Regions from separate parts of the Mus musculus genome. Here region 2 is linked to region 1. A link is a contact called in public promoter capture Hi-C data. All regions are on one chromosome and are shown on one strand. The core of a region is the stretch at or near the end of the contact, and the rest is flanking DNA. Distances in the headings are between cores, read along the strand shown. Region 1 overlaps Emsy (EMSY, BRCA2-interacting transcriptional repressor). Region 2 overlaps Emsy (EMSY, BRCA2-interacting transcriptional repressor).

What was found. Capture Hi-C pulls out chosen DNA fragments and counts their contacts.
Region 2: a promoter capture Hi-C map of adipose tissue shows a contact between it and region 1, with 2.3 times the contacts expected there. The contact joins two enhancer-like sites. A contact is called at or near these places in 61 of 484 Hi-C or Micro-C datasets (the 3T3-L1 cell line, 3T3-L1-derived adipocytes, the AML12 cell line and 40 more), 4 of 115 datasets of contacts at active chromatin or transcription factors (bone marrow-derived dendritic cells, embryonic fibroblasts and embryonic stem cells) and 3 of 9 other capture datasets (adipose tissue, liver and pancreatic islet).

What each region holds. Positions count from the first base shown.
Region 1 is chr7:98,599,472-98,606,811 of GRCm38.p6, reverse strand. It overlaps Emsy (EMSY, BRCA2-interacting transcriptional repressor), which reads left to right. Exons shown (of 20, transcript NM_172280.2): 15 at 4,065-4,229; 16 at 5,985-6,140. Among named protein-coding and RNA genes, the nearest start is that of Emsy, 53 kb to the left of the region's middle. Within about 2 kb of position 4,846, at least 11 of the 459 cell types and tissues checked have an H3K27ac peak or open chromatin away from gene starts, as enhancers often do. A contact at or near this core is called in adipose tissue, where this site is marked.
Region 2 is chr7:98,634,048-98,641,387 of GRCm38.p6, reverse strand. Emsy (EMSY, BRCA2-interacting transcriptional repressor) reads left to right here. Exons shown (of 20, transcript NM_172280.2): 7 at 3,868-4,127. Among named protein-coding and RNA genes, the nearest start is that of Emsy, 19 kb to the left of the region's middle. Within about 2 kb of position 4,602, at least 8 of the 459 cell types and tissues checked have an H3K27ac peak or open chromatin away from gene starts, as enhancers often do. A contact at or near this core is called in adipose tissue, where this site is marked.

The DNA.
Region 1 (7,340 bases), core at 3,597-6,096:
TTGTTTGCTTGCTTGCTTGCTTGGTTTTTTGAGACAGGATTTCTTTAGCCCTGGCTCTCCTGGTACTAGCTCTGTAGACCAGGCTGGCCTTGATCTCAGAGATCTGCCTGCCTATGCCTCCGAAGTGTTGGGATCAAAGGTGTATGCCACACCGCCCATCTAAAAGGTTTAAGGTGGATTGAATATAAGATTCTATTAAGCAAACCAGAAGAGAACAAGGAAGTGAATTGAGAGTAGACATTTAAAGGAGCAGAACATGAGTCAAATTTGTAAATAAATGTCATAAAGATACAGTTTTAATTAAGAACTCAGTTTCTGGCATTACTTTTTCTTAAGAATCATGATCTTAGGAGGCCAGAGTGAAGGTTTTGTTTTTGTTTTTGTTTTTGTTTTGTTTTGTTTTTTTAAAAGCAAACATGGGTCATATAAAATGTACTTTTTGCAGAATTTCATTAGCTAACTTATTTGGTAATTTATATTATTAAAGGTGAAAACTAGGATATCTAATACATAATATAAAATGTTTCCCAGTGATTTTGACCACAGAACCCTTTTTTTTGCAGAAAATTTTGTGGAATTGTTGTTCTCTATAACATTGGGACAATGCTTCAGAGGAAAGGCTTATATTCTAACACAGAAGGACTATAGACAGCTCGGCCTTAGCTCGGAAGAGATGGCTTAGGGAGGTTAGACATCTGGGAATCGTTGTGTGTGAAGGAGTGGGGATGGATTAGGTGGGGTTCTGGGACTGTTAGTCATGTTGTGCTCTGTGGTATAAATGAAGTGAGTTGGCCTTTGTAGGTGAGTGGACAGACAATAGTACTGTTGTACAGATGACAGAAAGATCTATTTCTACTTTATGTAAAAAAACAAAACAACTTTGTATATCACAGCTGTGCAGGCAGAACTGAAAAGGAAGTATTAGAAAGTGGCGGGTTCTCTGATGATGACTGCATGTGGAAGTATGTGAAAAGGAAGTATTAGAAAGTGGCGGGTTCTCTGATGATGACTGCATGTGGAAGTGGTAGAGGGTGGAGGAGAACATTGACTTTTAAGATCCTGCTAAGTTAGAAGTCTTATGATTATAAAAGGATGTCACAGACAGTTTATGACAAAGACATATCATACATGCCTGGGTTTGCCTTTGAGTATAGTACTAAAGTATGGATTCCTGGTACCTAATATGCAGTAGACATCTAATACATAATTGATAAAGAACCAGTAAGGAACGTCTGAAGCAGGCCACTATCCGTAAGAAGTACAAAGGTCTAGTTTAGACATGCTAATACTTTGTAGCATACATTGTCATGTTAAAACATAAAACATGTTAGCTGGACACCTGAATGCCTGCTGCAGAAACAGGAGATCAGATTCCTGGTGTCCTATGACCGAAGCATCTCTAGGTTTGAGCGTAAGCCCAAATTGTAGAAGGGGGGAGACTGTCGAAACAGTTTTTACTTAGTTCACACTTTCATTTTGTTTTTGTTTTTTTTTAATTTATGTATTATATGTAAGTACACTGTAGCTGTCTTCAGACACACTTACGGATGGTTGTGAGCCACTATGGTGGTTGCTGGGATTTGAACTCAGTACCTTTGGAAGAGCAGTCAGTGCTCTTAACTGCCGAGCCATCTCTCCAGCCCTCCACTCTCATTTTGTATCACAGTTCTTTGGGTTGCTGTCTGATTCTTGGTGATCATCATCTGCTCTGTATGGACAGAAAGAGGTGGCATTCGCCCAGTCCCTAAGGAATGGTTTTATTTGGAGAGATGTTATTTGGTTAGCACTCCTGTAGATACATAGTCCCTACTCTGAATATTTAGTGTATCTCAGAGTTAGGTTGCAGAGACTCACTCTCTTTGCCTCTTTGCCTATATCAGCAATGAGAATTAGTTTTTGTTTTTGTTTTTGTTTTTCAAGACAGGGTTTCTCTGTATAGCCCTGGCTGTCCTGGAACTCACTTTGTAGACCAGGCTGGCCTCGAACTCAGAAATCCGCCTGCCTCTGCCTTCTGCCTCCCAAGTGCTGGGATTAAAGGCGTGCGCCACCACACCCAGCTGAGAATTTGTTTTTGAGACAGAGGCCCAGACTATATGGCATCCAATTTAATGATTCTCTCATATGCTCAGATTATAGGCTTGTGTTCATCATGAAAATTTATTTTTAATGTATATAAAATGGTGCTTCTCTAGTATAATCATTTCTCAGGTTAAATTTTTTCGTATTAGGACATTAGGGGTGTATCTTAGTTAGAAAAGCACTTGCATAGTATACATGCAAACCTGGTTTCAATCCCCAGCACTGAATAAATCAGACATGGTGGTTTATGCCTGCAATCCCAGCACTTGGGAGGTGGAAGCAGGAGGGTCAGGAGGTTAAGGTCATTTTGGCTACAAAGCAAATTTCAAACTAGCCTGAGTTATATGAGAGTCTGTACCTAAGCAAACAACATTTTCTATGTATCTTATTAGAATATGTAATGAGAGACTGCAGTATTCTTCACACGGCACTTGGCATTGCAAGCGAACAGCCAGTCCTTCCCATGTGGTTGAAAGCTTAGTAGAAACTGAATGTCTCTGGTGTGATGGTTTCTACTCAGGGTTTCTGTTTGTTTGTCTTTGCTTTGGGGTTAGTGTGCTTTGTTTTGCTTTTTAAAGACAGGATCTCATATAGTCCAATCTGGGCTTACAGTACTATGCCACCACACCTGACCTGTTAGTTTATGATTATTAAACATTATAAACTTCTTGCATATTGATTTTTTTCTTCAGAAAATTGTTTCATTAGAAGAATGTTGCCTTTGCTTCAATATTTTTGGACATCCTCCTGGCTTTAAAAAATGTGATGTTCTTAGAGGGTGAACTTGATGGTTTTTTTTCTTGTATTTTTGAGCCACCAGATAATTTTTGTTCTGATGCTTCAACTAAGCAGCATGATTAAAAGCAGTCTCTTTTCTTGTTTTAACCATTTGATATTTACCCCAGAATCTGATGCTATCTGTCAGTTTTTGTTTCTTGTAACAATCTAGATCTGAACTTTAGGTATCATGTCCTTGTATCTCCTCCATTTTCTTATACAATATCTAGGCAAAATGGTACAACCTTCTAGCTTTATAGAGAACTGTTAAATATGTGTTGCTTAATATGATTCACATTTTTTATTTACATGTGCTGAAATTTATTTTCAAATCAACCAAAGATCTTAGAATTGAATTTTCAGCCAAACCCCCAACAACCTCATTTCTACTGACTTTTATAGTTTATGAAGCTTAGTTACATATGATCATGTAGCTTATACTGATATTTCAGTCAGTAATGTGTGCATATATACACATAACCATACATATACATATGATAACAGTAATAGGGTGTGCCATATGGCCTTCCTCTAGCAAGCTATTTCTTCTGAGTGTGTGAGGATTGCCTATGGTTCTTCTCAGAATGTATTACTGTTGTTAAGCAGCCCAGACTATCATTGCTTTACCCACCCCTTGTTCCTATTAAAGAGCAGAGCTAAAACCCAAAGAATCAACTTGCTAATAAGTGACAGGCTTCCACTCGTCACGTTACGTCATTTTGTTTCTAGACTGTCTTTTCTTACTGTCAGTAATTCAGCAAAATATTCCCCAAGTACTTAGGCTTCCTATAGAAATCTTTTCATGTACATTGGGAAAAACCAGTCTCCTATCTATAACATTTTGTTTTTGGTGAACACAAGCACTCACCTATATAGATGCTCACCCACGTAGACAGCAGTTAGCATATTGAGTTGTACTTTGTCTTTTTACATGTTCGTCTTTTCAGACAGACTGTGTGCTTCTTGAGCCTTCTTGAACTATTTTGTGAGTTCCTTTAAGTCCTTTAAATATAGATCCTGATGCATAGGTGTCTAGTGTCAAATAAATGTGTGAGTGAATAGAGTCAATGCCTTCTGGGACCTCACAGTCTTCTTAGAGAAGTCAAGGTTGACATGTACATTAAATACAAAGATAAACATAAATATTGCTTTATTTTAAGAGAAACTTTGTTTATAGGGTTTGTTTTTTTTTAACTAATATAAAACAGATTCCCAGCCTGTAGTTCATGTAATTGCTTCCCGGCGTCAGGATTGGTCAGAACATGAGATTGCAATGGAGACTAGCCCCACCATAATATATCAGGATGTATCCAGTGAATCACAATCAGCCACTTCAACAATCAAAGCTCTGTTAGAACTCCAACAGACAACAGGTATGAATTCACATGCTCAGCTGAATGAAGCGTGTTTTCTCTAGAGACCGCTGTTACATAGTTTTTATAAATTTTTCCCCCTCTGGACTTATCTGTAATTATTGGTACAGTTTATTGTTCTTTTAGATGTACATAGGAGTATGAAGCATAGACAGAGTGTTGTCATTAGAACAGAGATAGAGTAGACAGAGTGACTTCTACTTCAAATGGAGAATCCTCTTGCCAGCAGTGGGAAGGGGGTTGTCACTTATAAGCACAAATGCAGGACAAGGATAGGTGTAGCCCAGTTGCTGGGTATATTTAGGAATGTCCGGACAGATCGAAGGGTCCTGCTTTGCTCATAGATACTGTCAGACCAATTGTGTACCATAAAACACCATTAGACTTGCTTGTAAACATTCTCATGCTCTCACCTTATTTTCAGATTTATTTATTTGTGTTTAAGTTATTTGCTAGAGTGTCTGTATTTAATAGGATACTATCAGTTCTTCTAGTTACTAAATATCTTCAGTAGATTCTAGGACAACTCTATGTAAGTTATACTGGCTTTTTGTTATAATAGGGCAACAATTATGCAACTATTTTATGGGTTGTAGTGATGATCTCATCTGACCCTTTCCTGTTTTGAGGAAGTTAGCAGAGACTGAGAAAAGTTGATGGCCAGGGCCGGATCTGCTTGTGGGATCGCAGCAGGACTCTAGATGTGGTTTCTGTGTTTAAAATGATTGTTTTGCCTTTGTCATAGTCTGCGCTTGGTGGGAGCAGCCTTTAGTGGACTTACTTAGTAGCGTTTATTGTAATTCTGTGCTGTACTCTATACTCATTGGATAGAAATGTAGAGTATTCCTTCTGCTAAATGTTTTTAGCCTTTGACACCTTTTTTTCCAGCTGTTTGTATTTGAAAAAATTTAACCATTTTTATCGATCATTCATGTAGATAGAAATGTTGAGTGAAGAGATTTTGTTGAAGAAGTGGTAAGAAGAGTAAAAAAGATGCATCTTAACATATACCATTATTAGTTACAGGCTGTTTTATCAGAAATTTTAGCCATACAGAAGCAGAGCACCTAGTCTTTCCTAACAGTGAAAAGCTTTATGCTTTATTCCTTTAAGAGTCATTAAGGACTTGTAACAGTTTTTTGGCCAAATTTGTACACACACACACACACACACACACACACACTGACAGGGTCTCATTTTGGCCTGGATATAGCCCAGGTCAGCATTGAACTCAGCAATCGTCCTTCCTCAGAAAAGGTTCTATGAATTTCCCTCCTTATTCTGGGGCTCAAACTCAAGACCATGCGTATGCTGGACAAGCACCCAGTGTCTGGATAACATTCCCAGACCCTTGGATTTTTAGTAAGTCAAATGAACTAACCAATGGGAAGTGCTACTCTGGGATATGCTCTAGAGCAGGTCAAGCTGATGTGAACTGAGTGTGCCAGGGATTACTTTGAATACAAAGGAAATAACATCCTAGGAGGAGTGAAAGAAAAAAAAAGAGAGAAACAGCTGGCTGGCCTGGAGTAATGGGGGGACTTGAATGTGATTGCATATGAATTATTGTAGGCTGCTGTTACATAGGCTGTAGTCTATACAACCATACAGAGCAGTCTGCAGTTTCCAATTCATTGTTTTCTTAGCCACTAATGGTAGGACACCCCAGAGGTCTGGTTCATTATTCCCATAGACAGCTCTGGTTTTAGTACTTGTTTATAATAAAAGTAACTTTTCCCCGACTTTTTTATGCAGTAAAGGAAAAATTGGAATCTAAACCAAGACAACCCACTATTGACTTGAGTCAAATGGCAGTACCTATTCAGATGACCCAGGAAAAGAGACATTCTCCTGAGAGTCCATCCATTGCTGTGGTAGAGTCAGAACTAGTTGCTGAATACATCACCACGGGTAGGTGTCCTCTTAAAACATAGTAATAAGGTAGTGCTACCTTTGCGGACTTCATGGGGTGCTCATTTGGGGAAGACATATCTATATATTTCTAGCTCTTTTCCTGTTTTACTCAGAGCAGATTGAATTATCTTCGGAGTTTCCCTAACTTTAATACCCCCCCCCCCCTATTTCCCTGACTTTAATCAATCAATCTCTCTCTCTCTCTCTCTCTCTCCCTTATTTCTCTGACTTTAATCAATCAATCTTTCTCTCTCTCTCTCTCTCTCTCTCTCTCTTTCTCTCTTTCTCACTCACACACACACACACACACACACACACACACACAGACACATACCAAAAAAAAAAAAAAAAGCAGATTAGATACTTAAGTGTGGTCCAGCAACAAAATACTAATGAGATTTGGGGACTGGTACCTATGGAGAAGTGAAACTCTTTCTCTTACATTCGTGTGTAGCCTGCTTTCTGTTTGGATGCGTTATTATTTTGAGATCCTAAGGAGTTCAGGGGTAGTGATGTGAATAACCCAGGGTGAGAGAGATGGCATATAAAGCAAGCCCCTGTCTTGTGTTTTTATAAGCAGTCACTAAAGGATACTGTAAAGTTTCAGGTATTTGAAAATTCCAGATGCTGTGGAGAAAAAGATTTCTTTAGCATTATTTGAGGAGATACTAGGACTGGTGAATTAAAACTTCCCAGAAAGAAAATCTGATGAAGATAGTAGAAAACTATCGACTTCACAGATATTAGCAGAAAAGCAGCTGATGTGGAGGCCAGTCTGCTGAGGAAAGGAATGTTAGTCTCTCCAGTAGCCTAGACTAGCAAATAGTAAATAGATGAAAAGACCTGTGATTTCTTCCCTTACTTATCCTTTTCAGAACGCACTGATGAGGGGACAGAGGTTGCTTTTCCCCTTCTAGGTAAGTGGTGTGCATCCATCGGTAGTGTAATGAAAGGTTGATGCTGACTAATTGTGGGGGAACCACTTAAATGGATGCGCTCTGCTCTGCTCTGGTAGAGGGAAGGTAAGCCCCACTAGTAAAGGGAAGGAAAGGTTATTTTGAAAATAACAGTGAAGCAGACACTTTGCTAGAAAAGAAAAGAATTGTCTACTATAATAAATGGCTGGTTTCGGGGCTTATGTGGGCCAGTTAAGGTCCCATCATCTATCTCACGGATATTCTTTCTGTGACCTCCTTC
Region 2 (7,340 bases), core at 3,353-5,852, 35 kb before region 1:
TTGATTCTCAAACTAGAAGCTGCAGTATCCACCAAAATCAAGTTTCTTTACTTCAAAGGGAAATTATGTTAATTTGCAAAAGGTTTGTCAGGCTGAATTTCTGACATCATTGTATCTTTTGTTTTATTTTGTTTTATTTTGTTTTCGGGACCAAACCAAATACTGTATCCCAGGCTAGACTCAATGTTGAGGTAATCCTTTCATCTCAGCCTCCCTTCTGTTGAGAATACAGTCATGAGCTACCATGCCTTATGAATGTCTCTTCTTAGAGGTGACTGGGAGGACTTAGTGAGTAGCATTAGAGCAGAAACAAGGTAAAAGATGTTGAACTGATGGCTTCAGAAAATAAAACTGTTTTTTTATTTTGACTCAATGGTACACTTAGCCTCTCTGGCCCAGTCAATGAATACTTTCTTACTGTTACTTAATATAGTAATTGACCTGCTTTAAAAATCTTTCAGTTGTTTTACCAAGGGTAATACTAAATTCAAGAGTATGCTTAGATCAAAAGCAGGTCTAAAAACAATACATTTGCCAGATTATTTTGAGATATTGCTTTGTCTTGTCTAGTAGTGGGTTTTGAGTAGAGTGACACACTTCACTCTTGTTTAGGCTTGGCTTTATGCCGAAGGAAGCTATATTTTTCAGGGAGACAGTTATCTGCGCATACTTAGTAGCCTCTACTGGATTCCTGTTTTCTTCGTTGTTGGCAGTTATATTTCCTCTCCTTTTGCCTTTTCTTCTTGCTAGCTGGTAGAATGGGAAGAAAGTTGGGTTTCTAATAGTGAAGTAAGTCAGTGTTTGGATCTTAGTTTGTCATTTCCTAGCCTTGTGACCTTCAGCATGTCTTAGCATCTGTGAATTGTGGATTCCTTATCTTTAAAACAGGATATAGTGTGAGAATTGGTGACAGTAGAAAAATTTAGTGCCTGGCTTACCTAATTCCAGGCTATTGTTGATGTTCCTAAGTTGTGTCCTTTCACTGAATGATAAGGAGTTTAAAGTCTGATGTCATTGTTTAGTTATTGTTATACTACTTGATTGGCGAGTGATAGATGAATTAGTTTATTTAAACAGACTGACTAGCTTGGTTCTCCTTCTGTAAGCATTTTTGGGGATCTCTGCGATTAGGGAGATATTACATTCTCCCATCATTGGTACTGCTGTTTGTATTAAAAAAAAACTACAAGTTTGTGCCTGGTGTCCAGTTCTTGCCAATATGAGAAATTATTTCCCTTTTTCTCAGTAAAGTTTTAAGCTTGATTGCTTTGTACCTCCATTCTTCTCCATTTACCATTACCTGTTGATAAGCCTGTAAATACTTGGGAAAGACCATTAAGTGATGATTTTCAAAATAGCCTTTAACCTTTGAGTGTAGTACTTAGCATTTAGCTTCTGATCATATGAAAATGATAAAGTTGGCCTTCAATAAAAGTACTTTCTCTGTATGTCTGGACGGTTGCGGTGGAAGTTAACAGCAGACTTTTTTTTATCCTTCCTTCAGTAGTGGTTTGCTATTCCTACACAAGTACCACGTCTACCCCAACCTCTACCCCTGTTCCAAGTGGCAGCATAGCAACGGTTAAGTCTCCAAGACCTGCCAGTCCTGCCTCCAGTGTAGTTGTCTTGCCAAGTGGAAGTACTGTATATGTCAAAAGTAAGTGATGTCTCAGTGTTACCAGGACCCTCTTGACCAAATGCTGCAGTCCAAGCTCTGAGTGGATCTGCTGTTCTGGAATAAATCATCGGGCACAAGCTGTTTTTCAGTGGTTAGTTTTTGAAGGTTCTAAAGACTTCTCATCTGTATATATGACTGGGTATTTGCGTTTTTTATCATCTTTGGGATTTGAGAAATGCCATCATTTTTTTCTCTGTGTGGGAAATCTATCTTTGGTCAGTGCTGTCGTTTAGGCATTCACACCTTTGAATCCTGCGGAACACAGACAAGAATAGGTACTGAAGGCATGTGCTTATTTGATGTTTTCCCAGAATTCCAATCTTTTCAGTCTTTTCTTGAATTCCTTCACATATCACCAAGCTCTTACATGCAGTGACTCGTTCTCGAGGCTACCTTTTATATTTCTACTTGATATAATCTTCAAAAGTTTTTTATTTGCAGTTTTAAACTTCTGATTCTGTTCTGCTCTATACAGTAGTCTTTTGTTTGTTTGTTTGTTTGTTTGTTTGTTTTTGAGACAGAATCTGGCCTCAGATTTGTGATCCTTCTGCTTCAGCCTCCCAAGTGCTAGGCTTACTGGTGTTACCACCATACTCAACTCTATAAAACAGTTTGATGTCCAGTTTTTCTTACATTAATGTCTCTTTTAATTTTATTTTTAAAATTATTTTATTTTTGTTTGCTGTGCTTTTAATCATTAGTATTTGATTTTAATTGGTCTTGATATAGTAATAAGAGATTTTCATGTAGATTTTTAAAGGTGGTATTTCCCTTTTTTAGACAGGTTTCTAGGTCATTGCTAGTTCTTCATATAGTCTAATGATTAAAGCGGTAAAGACTTACATTTTATTACCAATTCCATGAGTTATACTATGTAATTTTTTAATATATGCTCTGTAGAAATTTCCCATCCACATTGCTGTGTATATTTGTCATGTGAATTTTATAAAATTACAAAAGAATTGAGGTATTAGGTTAAAAAATATGTTAAGAGTCATATTGACTGTTAAGTTTTTCTCAGGTTTCTGTAGATTTAACCAAAGTGGTCTTTAGAAATGACACTCAAGACTTTTTATTTATTTATTTGTTTGTTTGTTTGTTTAGTTATATGTAAGTACACTGTAGCTGTCTTTAGACACACCAGATGAGGGCATCAGCTCTCATTACAGATGCTTGTGAGCCACCATGTGGTTGCTGGGATTTGAACTCAGGACCTCAGGAAGAGCAGTTGGTGCTCTTAACCATTGAGGCATCTCTTCAGCCCCTCAAGACCTGTTTTTTTGACAATCATTTTCAAAACTGCTCTTAGTGAATCTCAGATATGAAAAACTATTTCACAAACTAATGTACTTTCAAATAACAAGAGCTCTATCAGTTTATACTCAAAGACATTAGTTTTATTATTCATTCACCAGCTTTATGCAGGTCACCATACCAGCGAGACAAAACAGACTTAGGCCTTTTTGTGTAAAAAGCTTGTTAATAGGGTAGATGTGTAGACAGTTACATTGTCATGTGGTAAGTGGTACAGAAGAGGATGTACAAAGTGCTTTATGTACAATGCTCAGAAGAGAGGTCGATTAGCTTTGCAGCAAGGAAGGGAAGGCTTCTCTGAGAAGTGGCTTGCAGGATGATGATAGCAGGATGACGAAGAGGTCTTCGAGGATGGTGGTGTTCTTCAAAGAAAATTACAATATACAGACTCAGATAAGAGGGTGCTGAAGTATCTTTGGACAATGGTGAGAAATTTAGCTTGTCAAGATTTTAGAGGGGCACAGGGTTAGGGTGATGGTATTGTGTGCCTGGAAAGATAGGGGTCCTTGAGATTTGGTCTGGTAAGAATTTTGAGAGGTTAGGAAAATACAAACTTAGTTATGCATCTCAGTTATGAAATTTCCAGGCTTGCTCTAGTAGGAGTATAGAATAGACGTAGATAGATGCAGGAGCATCTTCTAAGAGGTTATTGATAAAATACAGGCAAGAGACAAGGAGCCCCAAATATAGTAGTAGTTTAAGAAAAGAGGGTGGGTATTCAGAGAGACATGTTTTCTGAGGGAAAATTGTCAGGTCTTAGTGACAGTTTGGGCATAAAAGAAAGGGAGAGGCCAAAGATGACACAGGCATTGAAAAAAAGAGTAGAAGAGGCAGTGCTAGTTTTGTGAAGGAGGAATACTGTTGTTGTCTTTCAGGCGTTAGCTGCTCAGATGAAGATGAAAAACCCAGAAAACGCAGGCGAACAAACTCCTCTAGCTCCTCCCCTGTTGTCCTCAAGGAAGTTCCAAAGGCTGTTGTTCCGGTCTCAAAGACGATCACTGTGCCTGTGAGTGGAAGTCCCAAGATGAGCAACATTATGCAGAGCATTGCCAACTCCTTACCACCCCATATGTCACCTGTGAAAATAACGTTTACCAAACCATCAACACAGACAACAAACACAACAACACAGAAGGTAGGTGGTAGAGGGAGTATCAGTCATTCTGTCTTTGTCATGGCGTGATGTAGAATTGACAGCTTTGTGCTGACTGTGGACTTGGTTTTACGCTGGGGGTGCTCACATGGCTTGTGTAACTCTACATATGAAATATTGGGATAAATAGTGTTACTTACTTTCTAAAATGAAGCTCAGGTGCCAAATGATTGCTCAAGATGACAGCTAGCAGATCTGCTTCTGGACTTATGTTGTATTTGATCATTGTAATGTCATTTTGAAACAAACTAGAAAACTTTTAAAATCTTTGTTTATGTGGCCTTATGTTTAGGAAGTCACTTTTTCGCTTTACCAGTAGAATTGGATGTGTTTGAGGAGAAAAAGGGGTATGGGTAAATGAACAATTGTTAAAATCTCCCTGTTTATTTGTTGTCTGGTGTCTTGCATCATTTTGACCTCAGGTCACTGGTGTTGGGTCAGTTTCATGCTCTTGCAACCCTCAGTCTCCACACTAGGCTGGATGCTGGTGACTTAAGGCTATGTTTACGCCTGTGCTTCTGGGATCTCCTTTGTAGCATCTTTGTGCCCTTCCCTTGTTATTAGTTTATTTTGCTGTCCTTTAGTAGCTTCCCATGTATGGGTGGCTGTATTGTTTTTTGAGACCCAGTGTGGGCAAAGGAAGTTTTTTCCTGTGAGTTTTGAAGACATTCTTTACTTGGCTTCCAGCTTTCAGAACTATTTTTGAGATACGCAGTGCCATTCTCTTTGTAGCTTTTGGTTTTGTCTTTGGACACATTTTAGAGGACTGAAAAGAAACGGCAAAGATGTCATGACCCTCCGGTCCTGGTTTTAGAGCTTTTTATCCTTTACTTGGTTCTCGGAAGTTCCTGCTTACCTTGCTGGCCCTTTACATTTCCTTTGTGGATCACTTGGGAATGTGAAACTTGCTAAGTTGATCCTTTAATTTTCCTGTACTTTTTCATCTCTATTTTCTGTTTCCTCTCCTCTCCCTGTACCATAATTTATTGGTTCAGGATTTTGGAACTTGACTTTTTTCATTTGAATTCTAGCTTGCTGCCAGCCTTTTGACTGTGAGGAAACTAAACTCTAGACCCAGGTTTTCTCTGTGAAATAGAAGGGGGTGGGGGGAGCAACCCAGTGCTTCTCTAATCTTGGGGTATTATAAATAATATGTGTAAAGCCTAACGTGGTTAAACGTGTATCGTTTTCTGTATCCTTGATCAGTATCCTTTATTACTTTCATGGAGCTGTTCATTTTTGCTGTCATACTTTATTTTTCTTGAAGGAAGGATCTCACTCTTTGTTCCGACTGGCCTGGAACTGCCTGTGGAGTGTTGGCTGGCCTTGAATGCCAAGTGCTAAGGAGGCATCCATTAGAATATGTGGCAACCATCATACTCTACATTTCTAATACTGCTTTCTTCTTCTGTAGATGCTCCTTATTTTTCTTTTTAAAAATAACATCCTGGTATTGGATAGAGTGATTATATTCTTTTATTTGATTATATTTATAATTCTTTTGGCCTGGCTTTCTTTTCTTATGCTCTTTATCTTACTTGTTAGTTTTTCCTTTCAGACTTTGCTTAAGTGTCTGTCAGTCAGCTTACATATGAAACTGTCACATTCACTGCCCTGTCCCTCTGCCACTTGTCCTTAGTTTTCCTGAACTGGTCAGATTCATCAGGCAAGAATCTTTCTGTTTTCTGCTTTGAATATTATAAACCTGCCTGCCAGTATTTTGGAATCAACTGTGGAAGGGTGCTATGGTTCCTGAGATAATAAGTCTTTTCTCATCTCAGGGACAAGAGTAATGTCGGCATCAAGGGTTAAGTGCAATTGAGTATTTAAGATGTGACATGGAGTATCCACTTAGAAAATGCCAGCTCTTTTGCTTTGTAGAATATCTTTGGAAGTCAGCATTTTACTAATTTGCTGATAATAATGAACTGTTCCAGATATATGACTCCACTGGTTCACTAAAGCTTATCCATTAATATGTTGAAATTAACTGCTTTTGTTGATTGTGAAGTTTATTAAGCATAATGTTTACATTTTTATTTGATTTCAAGTAAGCATTTTTGAGTTATTCCCTTTTTTCGTAGAAAGTTTTTAGGTTTGGTTTGGTGTGGTCGTGGTATGTGGGTGGTGCTGGGGGTCAAACTCAGGACCTTGTGTGTACTGGAAAGGTTCTGGACTCCGGAGCTGGGTCATCCTTAGCACAGCTTAGCTCTTAGTTTTGCTTTCTGAGCTGGCCTTGACACCAATTGACTATTATATAACTTTGCTTCAGGTTGTTAAACCTTACTGTAATAGTTTTAGCTGCCTTCATTGCTGGATTTTATGGCTAGTTCTTTTTTTCTTCCTCTTTCATTTACTTAAAAATGATTTTAGTATTCAAGAAATAGCATAGGAAAGCTGTAACTAAAATGTACCTATATGTCATCCATATTCTTTTGTTTCTATTGTCTTTTGTTTTTATTCATTATGTTTGTAAGTAGTTGATATTATAAATTGCAAGTTTATTTTCTATTTCTCCCATAGACCGCTGAGGGTAGCTTTCTTTGGTCTGTTTTATCATTGTTTCCTAGAACTTAGAACAAGGTCTTGGCTTGTACTAGATACTAATGAATATTTATTGAATGAATGAATTAATAATTGAACAATCAACACACACACAAGTAGATCTAGCTCCAATAACTATCTGGTCATGTTAAACAAAGCACTTTCCCATAGAACTGTGTCACTGACCCTCTGATAATTGTCTGCTAATCATCTATTTCCTTTTAAGACAAAAGTAATAATATATTTCTTAAGTTACCAGAGTTAGAGAAGATTATTCATTGGTGTTTAATAAGTGTCACCTAACATCATTAACTTTCAAATTTTCTTTGGTAGACTTACATAAAAATGTTTGTAATATATAGGTTTCCCTATAAGTGAAATATGAATGCTTTGGGTTTTTTTGTTTTTTGTTTTTTTCTTTACCAACTCTTGTTTTTGCCTTCAGGATTTTGAGGTGAGAATAATTATTTGAAGCTGTCAGGCACATTTGATTCTAAAGTCATATACAGTGCTTACCATGAATTTTCAGATTCAGAAATTTAGGTTTACTTGTGTTTTAAAAAATAAATATTTAAGTGGAGAAGAAAAGAACTCATTCCATACATAATTACTGAGCATCTGCTGTGTTCCAGTTATAAAACTGTCTTCTCT